2 separate regions of the Mus musculus genome follow, and region 1 is linked to region 2. Evidence: chromatin contacts called from public promoter capture Hi-C data. All regions are on one chromosome and are shown on one strand. The core of a region is the stretch at or near the end of the contact, and the rest is flanking DNA. Distances in the headings are between cores, read along the strand shown. Region 1 holds the start of Myct1 (myc target 1). Region 2 holds the start of Zbtb2 (zinc finger and BTB domain containing 2).

What was found. Promoter capture Hi-C pulls out the DNA fragments that hold promoters and counts their contacts.
Region 1: a promoter capture Hi-C map of pre-B cells shows a contact between it and region 2, with 2.4 times the contacts expected there. The contact joins the promoter of Myct1 here to the promoter of Zbtb2 in region 2. A contact is called at or near these places in 2 of 39 promoter capture datasets (liver and pre-B cells) and 1 of 484 Hi-C or Micro-C datasets (hematopoietic stem and progenitor cells).

Annotation. Positions count from the first base shown.
Region 1 is chr10:5,591,568-5,595,729 of GRCm38.p6, forward strand. Myct1 (myc target 1) reads left to right here and starts at 2,161. Exons shown (of 2, transcript NM_026793.2): 1 at 2,161-2,334. The coding sequence starts at 2,283.
Region 2 is chr10:4,386,583-4,390,591 of GRCm38.p6, forward strand. It overlaps Zbtb2 (zinc finger and BTB domain containing 2), which reads right to left and starts at 1,526. Exons shown (of 3, transcript NM_001033466.3): 1 at 1,263-1,526.

The sequences.
Region 1 (4,162 bases), core at 911-3,410, 1.2 Mb after region 2:
ACACTGTAAGCCTTCCCTAGTTAACTGCCTTCTTTTATAGGAACTCATACTGTCTCGTCACAGCAGTAGAACACTGACTAAGATGCACAGTATAAAGCTGAGAGGTGGAAATTGTCCTATATAAAGTAGTCACAGAGGGTCGGGGCAAGAGCATGGCGAGGGGCAGCCACTGAGGCACTGACTTCTGGTAAAAGCCTAAATGAAGACAGCAAGCAATTCCTAGAATCTCTGAGGCAAGAATACTCACCCATATTCATGTTATGACTCATGGAGAACACTAGTCTAAGTAAAGACCCAATGAAAGAAGCAATGAAAAGCAAAAAGGCAGATCCGACACTTATGTAAAGAAAAAAAAATCAACTTCCTGTCATGACAGGGTAAGTCACGGGACCTGAAAAGTCACACAATACACAAAAACACTCACTTGTGTGGGTCTGTGCCAGGGAAAAATATAAATCCTTACCAAGCAACTTATAAGTAGGGGTAAGAGGCAAAGCTGGGGACAAGCTTTTAACACAGGGAAATGGATCCCAGGGTCGCAGAAGGACAGAAAGCCAGCTTTTCTTCTGGCCTCCGACCATCTGTAAAAGTGAGAAAAAGTATTGGCAGAAAGTCTGGATAGCTGACCACAAAACAATGGCAGGAAGTCTCAGCCTCCATCCCAACCCTGAGACAGAATAAGCGCCAGTCCTGCACAGACAAAACCAGAGTCCTCCCTTCCCCTCCCAGATCAGTCTGAATAGATCTTACCAAGCTAGGCATCCTTCAGTATAATTTACTTGACATTAAGTAGCCTTTGGTTATATAAAACATATACGTGAGGTATCTAGAGCAACTGAGGAACCCTACCTTTGCTTAGACAGGTGGGGAATGTCTCGATACACGTGTCTCTAGACACAGCAAGTTTTCATGAGGTACTGTCTTTGCATACATTGTCAGCAGGACTAGACCTCAAAGGGCACCATTGAAACTCAAGCCCTCTTTTCTTTCAGGAGCAGTGGTGTGATTATTTACTGGAGAGCATAGAAATAGACATTGGCCAAAATATCATAAAAATGTGTCCTTCTGTTTGCTCAAGCGATGCAAGTTTTCTGTAATTGCTTCATTTTCTTTGAGAGGGACAGCTGTGTATATTCTAATCTCTGGCTAATTTGTAGTTAACTTAAATCTATGAAAATTGATTTTTTTTAAAAAAAATGAGCAGAAATCACCACAGTTTTGGAGAATTAGGACTGCCAAGTGACTGGTCAGGTTGCCTTTACCCCACCCTTCTCAGGAATTTGTCAACAGACTTCTGAAGGGTGACAGTTACCTCAGCTGACAACACTTCAGCACCCCAGAGTTCTTGCAAGGGTTCTCAAGAGTGCACACTACAGATTCCCAGCCTAGAGATGAATTTTACTGGGTGGAAGTGACATTTGGCATCTCCTTTCCCTACTTTCAATGTCTCCCGATGCACAAAGGATCTACCCTGTCATGACCAAGGTAGGAAGGGCATTCACTATAATTTTCCCAAGCCACAGGATCACAGCATCCCTGGCCAAGCACTAAACTAAACATCCCTGGCCAAGCACTAAAACACTGCTGTAATCTCACATTCCCATTCCCCCCACTTGTGCACATAGAAATGATCTTGATTTCCCACATTTGAGTCCCAAAGAAAAAGGTAACAAAATACCAAAAAAAAACACATTTAAATATGTATGAATAAATGGAATGGATACACATTTCAAAATTAATACACCAGATACAGGGAGATATTACCTAGGAATTTTATTGTCTGTAATTTATAAACAAAAAATATTAGGTAAAGAGTGAAACTGAATATGGGCTTCTGAAAATCCCTCTCTGACTGCATGACATGGTTTTCAACATCAGAACACCATCTATAGCAGAACAGCATTGCACTCAGGTGAAGCTAAGTGCAGCAGCCAGGGTCTTGCTTTCTGCCTCTGCATGTAGATAGAGAACCCAGACTTAAGAAAATGCCCCTTGTCCCCAGACAGCTTTGGATGTGGCTGGAAAGAGGGCACTTAGCAACGAGGGAGGAAATGACGGGAAGGAAATAGTTTTGTGTCTGAGAGCCATGTGGAATTCCAAGATAAGAAAAACAGTTGCTAATTCGAGTATAAAAGCAGGAAACATGATACACTTACTTCCTTTTATGTAAACACAAGTATACGTGGGGTTGCGTGAAAATTATTTTTCTCTTGCTCAACCACAAAGGCATAGAATCAAACTGCTGGTTGTGGACACACTGGCTTCTTTTTCTTGTGGACATTATGGCTAATAACACCACGAGCTTAGGGAGTCCTTGGCCAGAAAACTTTTGGGGTAAGCAACCTTTGCCTTCACTGCTTTTAACTTAAGATGCACAGAAATTCTCTGCATGATTTATTACAACACTGGGAATCTCTAAGACAGTTTGCTTGCCATAACTATCTGGTGATGGTTTTTATGAATTTACTTCAAGAAATATACTGATAAAATGTCATCAGGATAAGCTACAGAAACATTAAAGACTAATCAGGCATATACAGCTTGGCTGGCATTTGCAAAACTGTTTAGAAAATGAGATTTTCTTTAAAGTGAAAATTTAAAAAAACAAATACGAAGTAGACATCATTGTTAAAAGAATATAACATGTGGGTTTTGTTGGAATGTTACATTTTATTTATCTGAAGGTGATGGTGTTAAAGACAAGTTCTACTGCTCCTTTCTCTTGGCATGTAGATATAGTTCGGTGAAAACCAAGAGGGTGCAACTGTATTGCTAAATATTTTATTTCATGAAGCCAAGGTATTCTGCAGAGGGTTTTGAAGTCTGTGTTTTTGTCAATGTTATTCTTTTTTAATTTTCAATGTGATTTTAAGCAACAAACCTATTGGTGGATGGCTTTAGAGTGTGTTGACACAGACAATGTGGAATTAAAATGAAATTATGGATCTATAAGAGAGGAAGCAGAAATAGCATATACTATTGCAATGCAAGCCTGTTCCAAAAAGAAGAGAAACAACACCTAAGCTTGCTTTGGCTGAGGCTACTCAGCTCGAGGTCTCAGAGCAGGGAGGGAGGCGCTGAGGTCAAAATCAGCATCCACTCCAGACCAGATTTAGGAGGCAGGCGCTGGGATGTGCAAAGAGATTGCCATGTCTCTGCGGTTTGAAGAAATGTATAAGTAAGGGGAACGGTTTAAGTTAGAACCAGAAGGAACTTGAAAGGAAAACTGGAGTTTACTAAGAGATCTATACCCCATATTATGTGAAGGGTGGATAAATTTGTAATCTCAGAAAACTGTATCAGGCTCCCTGCTGTGCCTAGAAGCAGGGCTCTGGAAACCATCTAGTAAATACTGAGCAGTTATGGCAACCTGGCCCTGGCGATCTATTACCACAGGTATTTGCATGAAGAGAATTAACTAGTTCATTGATTTTTTTTATTAATTAATGTGCTTTCTTCAAGCTTTAAGAGATTTAGCATAATAAGCTTAGTGAAAAAATATGCTATTTCTGTCTCAAATAAGTCTCCAGCCAAGAGAAAGGTAACTTTGAATTCTGAATGGGTCAATGGTGTATTTGTGAAAGTATCATTTGCTGTCCCCATTTCTATTAAATGAGGACAACAACTAGGGAGCACCTAAGGAAACTGATCATCACAAAACAATCGTCAATTGTTCCAAAGCAAGTCCATCCCAAGAGAGAAACTAACACAGAAAAGCCAGCTCTGACTTTTCAAACCATTCAAGTTAATCTCCAGGTTCATATAGGAAAAATAACTCATTGTTCACTGGTTGGAGCACAGATGACTCTCATTAAAAGAAATCTTACTCTCTGAGTTCATTCCTTCATCCTAGCATTTAGATGCCTTAATAAGGAAATCCACCTGTGCTTAAGAAGGAATTCAAGCTTCCTGGGTGAGAGATACGCGCTGCTTCTCCTTCCTCTCGGCATGAAGACTTGGTTAGGAGAAAACCAGAGCAGAAACAGTGAACCAAAAATGTTTGATGTTTTGTGTGAGACAGGTCAAAGATGGCATTGTCATTTCTGGGGTAAAATTATGAAGCATAAATTGTAATTATAACTTTAGTGTATGAAATATAAATGTTTTCTGACATAAATGTCAGTCATTTTATTTCCATTCTGTTTTGCATCAAAGCTTTATC
Region 2 (4,009 bases), core at 276-2,775:
AGCTTTCAATTGTGCATGCACTCTGATCTGTGAACGAACGGTCTGGGAGCTTGTGCTTAACGCCTGCAGCAACCCAAACCCCTAACTCCCCGGCACAGACTCTCCCAGCCTGGCCCAACAGGCAGAGGAGGGCGCGACCGCTCCGGCTGCAGCCCTAGGCAGCGAAGACCCGCCCAGGAGGCCTTGGCCCCGCCCCGCAAGGGAGGGGGCGGAGCGGGCGGAGCGGCGTCCGGGTCCGCCCCAGGGGCCCAGGGGAGGGGGAGCAACGCACTCTGGTCGCGCCGCTCGCTCGCTCGCTCGCCCCTCCCTTAGGCCCCGCACGCTCGCGCCCGCGCCCGCGCCCGCGCGCCCGCGCCCCGAGTCCCGCGGCGCCCAACACAATGCCGACGCCTACGCCTCGCGCGCGCACCGCCCCGGCCGGCGCCACGGCCCCGGCGCCAGGGGCGTGGTGGAGGGGCGGGAGGGGGGAGGGGAGGGGAGCAGCGCGCGCGAGAGCCTCAGACAGCGCGAGACCCGAGGCCGGAAGCGCGCGTGCGCGCCCCCGCCCGCGAGCGGGAGGCGGAGCCGTAGCAGTAGCGACAGCAGCTGTAGGAGCCGCTGCAGCTGGGAGACGCGCCAGAGAGGCCGGGCCTGCTCCGGTCCGACCGGATCCCTCCCCTCCCCCTCCCTGCTGCCTCCCCTCCCCCAAACCCACTTCCGCAGCTCGCGGCCTGGCCGCCGAGGCGGCGAAGACAACAACCCCGGCGGGAGGCGACGGCCGAGTACGCACCTGATGGGCCCACCTGGCGGGGCTCCGGCGCGGGACCGCTCACCGGCAGCCGCCCGCTCCGGACGCCCTTGGCCGCGGCGGGCAGCAGACACCGGCGACTAGGACCGGAACGCGGAGCGCCCCCTCCCCTTGCGCCCGCCCTCTCGGCTTCCGTCCCCTCCCCCTCCTGCGAAGCCCCGGATGGAGCGGCCGCGACTCGCCGCCGCCCGGCTGCCTGGATGGTTTTGTCAGGCGGCTAGGGCCCCGGCGCCTGGCGCCGTCGCCGCCCCCGCCCCGCCGGGGCCGCCCCCGCCCCGGCGCCCCGCGCGCTAGGGCCCGCCGCCTGCCTTCGCCGGGAGCCCCGGGACCGGGAGTCATTCGTCGCCTTTGTTGCCACGGCCGCTGCCGGAACCGTTTGCGAGCTCCGGCGGCTCCCGCCCCTCCCTGCTGCTTCCCGGAGCCCGGGCCGGGGGCGGCACGTGGGCCCCGGGACGCGGTGGCGGTGCGCGCTTACCTGTCGCCGGTGCGGGCGGCCGCGGCGGGGCGTGAGAGGGGAGGCAGAGCCGGGCGGCCTGGCCTAACTGTCCCCGCCGCCGCCTCTGCCCCGCGTTGCTGCTGCTGCTGCTGCTTGCTGCTGCCGCCGCGGTCGGTGTCTCCGGCGCGGCGGCGGGCGGCGGCGGCGGGGCTTTTCCTGTCCGGTTACGTTAAGGTCACATGACCGAGAGAGCGGAGCGACTAGTGCAAAGCGGCTGAGAGCGGCTCCCGCCGGGGGGGAGAGGCGGCGAGAGAGCAGTGGCGGCAAGAGCCCCTCCGCCCCCCCAGCCGCTCCCCTCCCCCCTGCCCGCCCGCCTCCGCCTCCTGCTGCTCTGCCGCCGTCGCCGCCGCCGCCGCCGCTGCTGCCGCCGCCTGCAGCTCGGCGCTGCGGCTTCCACCCAGCCTGGGCTCGCGGCCCCAGCCAAAGTTCTGCAAGCCATGTGCAGCTGAGGCGAGGAAACTTCTCAGCGGCCGGGCCCGGAGGCTGGCGGCCCGGCCCCCTTGTTTACAGAGTGTTTAGGTAGGACCAGTCCTGCCGCTGCAGACGGTCTTTTCAGGGGTGCAGAGGGAGACGCATGCCCGTTCTCCTGTCAAGAGATGCTTGACATCTCTTGGCTCTCTCTGCCTTTGTCCTTGGACTGCTCCGGGTTAGCTATTCGTCCGAAGATACGGAGTTGGGCTGTTGTTGATCGGTGCTGGCTGAAAGTCATACAGAAGTAGCTATCGTTGCATGTCCTGTGTTGCGAGGTCGAGGTGCTTGCTGCGTTGCATAGGCGACTTGTAGGCTAAGCTGTTTCCGTTAGGATTGAGTGGGATACTTCCCTGCGCGTTAAGCTTTGTGGTGCTTTGCGCTGTGTGCATTTGGACAGGACGATACTCTGGTTGACTTTTGGTCTCTTGAGGATCTAGTGGAGTAGAGTCAAGAGTTGCCATCCTGTGGGGTGTGTTAAAGGGAGATTCTGAAACAGGTAACATGGCGGGGGAATTGGAATGCCCTGATTGAACCTTCTTAAGGGTTTAAAGTTGACCTTTTATGTTTCCCTTTTGCTAGAAGTTGTGCTTCAGGTAGTACAGTTTTATCCCTTTTGCGTGCTTGAGTTAGTGGTTTACTTTACATAGCTTAGATTTTACGCTTGTTTGTAAATAAGTGCTGGCAGCTAACACTTGGCTTGCCAGCACAGAAGTCTGTAAGGACCTTGATGCCAAACCCGTTTGGTTTTGAAAGTCAGACTCCTAGCACAATGCTGTACACTGACTGTGCGTCCTAGAAACCTCGAGTGAGTGTGCTTAGCAATCCAGTTGTATGTACACCTACTGATGACTAATTTCTTCGAGGATGTAAACATCTGTGTAGCTGTAGTGTTGCCCAGTGTGAGTAACAGATCCCGTGGATACCTGCCTTGAACTTTCCTAGCCTTTGATCAGCTAGATGAATGGCTTGTAGAGTGCTTAAACGTCTGCGTCCACAAACGAGTCCTGACCGTGACCTGCGAGTTCTAGGGCATTATCAGTAAAACAGCAGTGCTGTCCTTCACACTGGAATGCTCTATTTCCTTTAGAAAGAGACCAACATGAATGTGATTTGTTGTGTAGAGAGAGTCATGGTTAAGGTTTTTAGGTTCTTCGTTCTTTCAAGTTGAGATTGTGGAGTTCTTTGTGAAGGTGGTTTGATGGAAGGACGTCTTTGAGACAGAATGTCAAAAGCTATGCAACTCTTGGCTGCTTTGGAACTTGTCACAATTCTATTTCCTTTGGGATGCTGGGATTAGATTATAAGGGTGTACCACATACCATCTCTCTGAGTCTTAAGGAATAGTTTGTCAGCACTTTGTAACAGTTTCACAGAAACAACCTGGTGGTAAGCTCTTACTCTGGTTCTAAAGACTTGTGCTAAGAGCACATATCCCTGTTCCCTCAGGACCTGCTGGAGCAATATGTTGTCTAGAGCATCTTGGTCTCCATAGGAGCTGCTGCTCAGATTGGAACTGGGCTGTTTTGCTGCTAGCTAGTTTGAAGTCATAGGCCAGCCTGCTTGACTCACCAGATGTGCAGGGTATTTGGGTTTTTAGTCCCCATTGTGGCTTAGTAGCTTAAGGGGACTGTATGGGCTCCGTGTGTTTTCTCCTACCGTGTCTAAGTGGAAGCGTTCACATGGGAAGGCTAGGGAAGAGCAGCCCTTGCAGAGAAGGATCAGTTAGTGCAGGCCAGGACAATGCCAAGGACACTCCTTCCCTCTCTAGGAAGTCTGCTTGACACAGAGTCATGCCTGCCCCAAGTTGGATAGAAACTTGTCAGTTTATTGCTGATTTGGTATTTTGAAAATACATCTAGTAAATTGGGAGCTCAAACTAGTTTTATTTTAAACAATACTAACAATCTGAGTGGATTTATCAGGAAAAAAAAGTTATGAGTATTCTGTGGAGTCTTGTATGTAGATTAAAGATTTGGTTTCTGTTGTGCAGAGATACTGCCATAAAACCAGGCATTTATTTGCATGTTTTGAAGAGAATAGTTCCAGTGTGACAGGGACAGTGAACAAAAAAATTAGTAGTTCAGTACTTACCCTTTAAACCCATGGTTTTGGTGAAAACTTGGTGAATTGTGTGTGCTAAGGTTGGAGGTAGAATTTCCTTTAGACATTGGTAAGAAAAGTTAACAGGAAGAGCTTGGTCATAAAGGTGACTAGAATCCAGTGCTGCCTTCCACTAGATGTCATGAAGGGTGTCC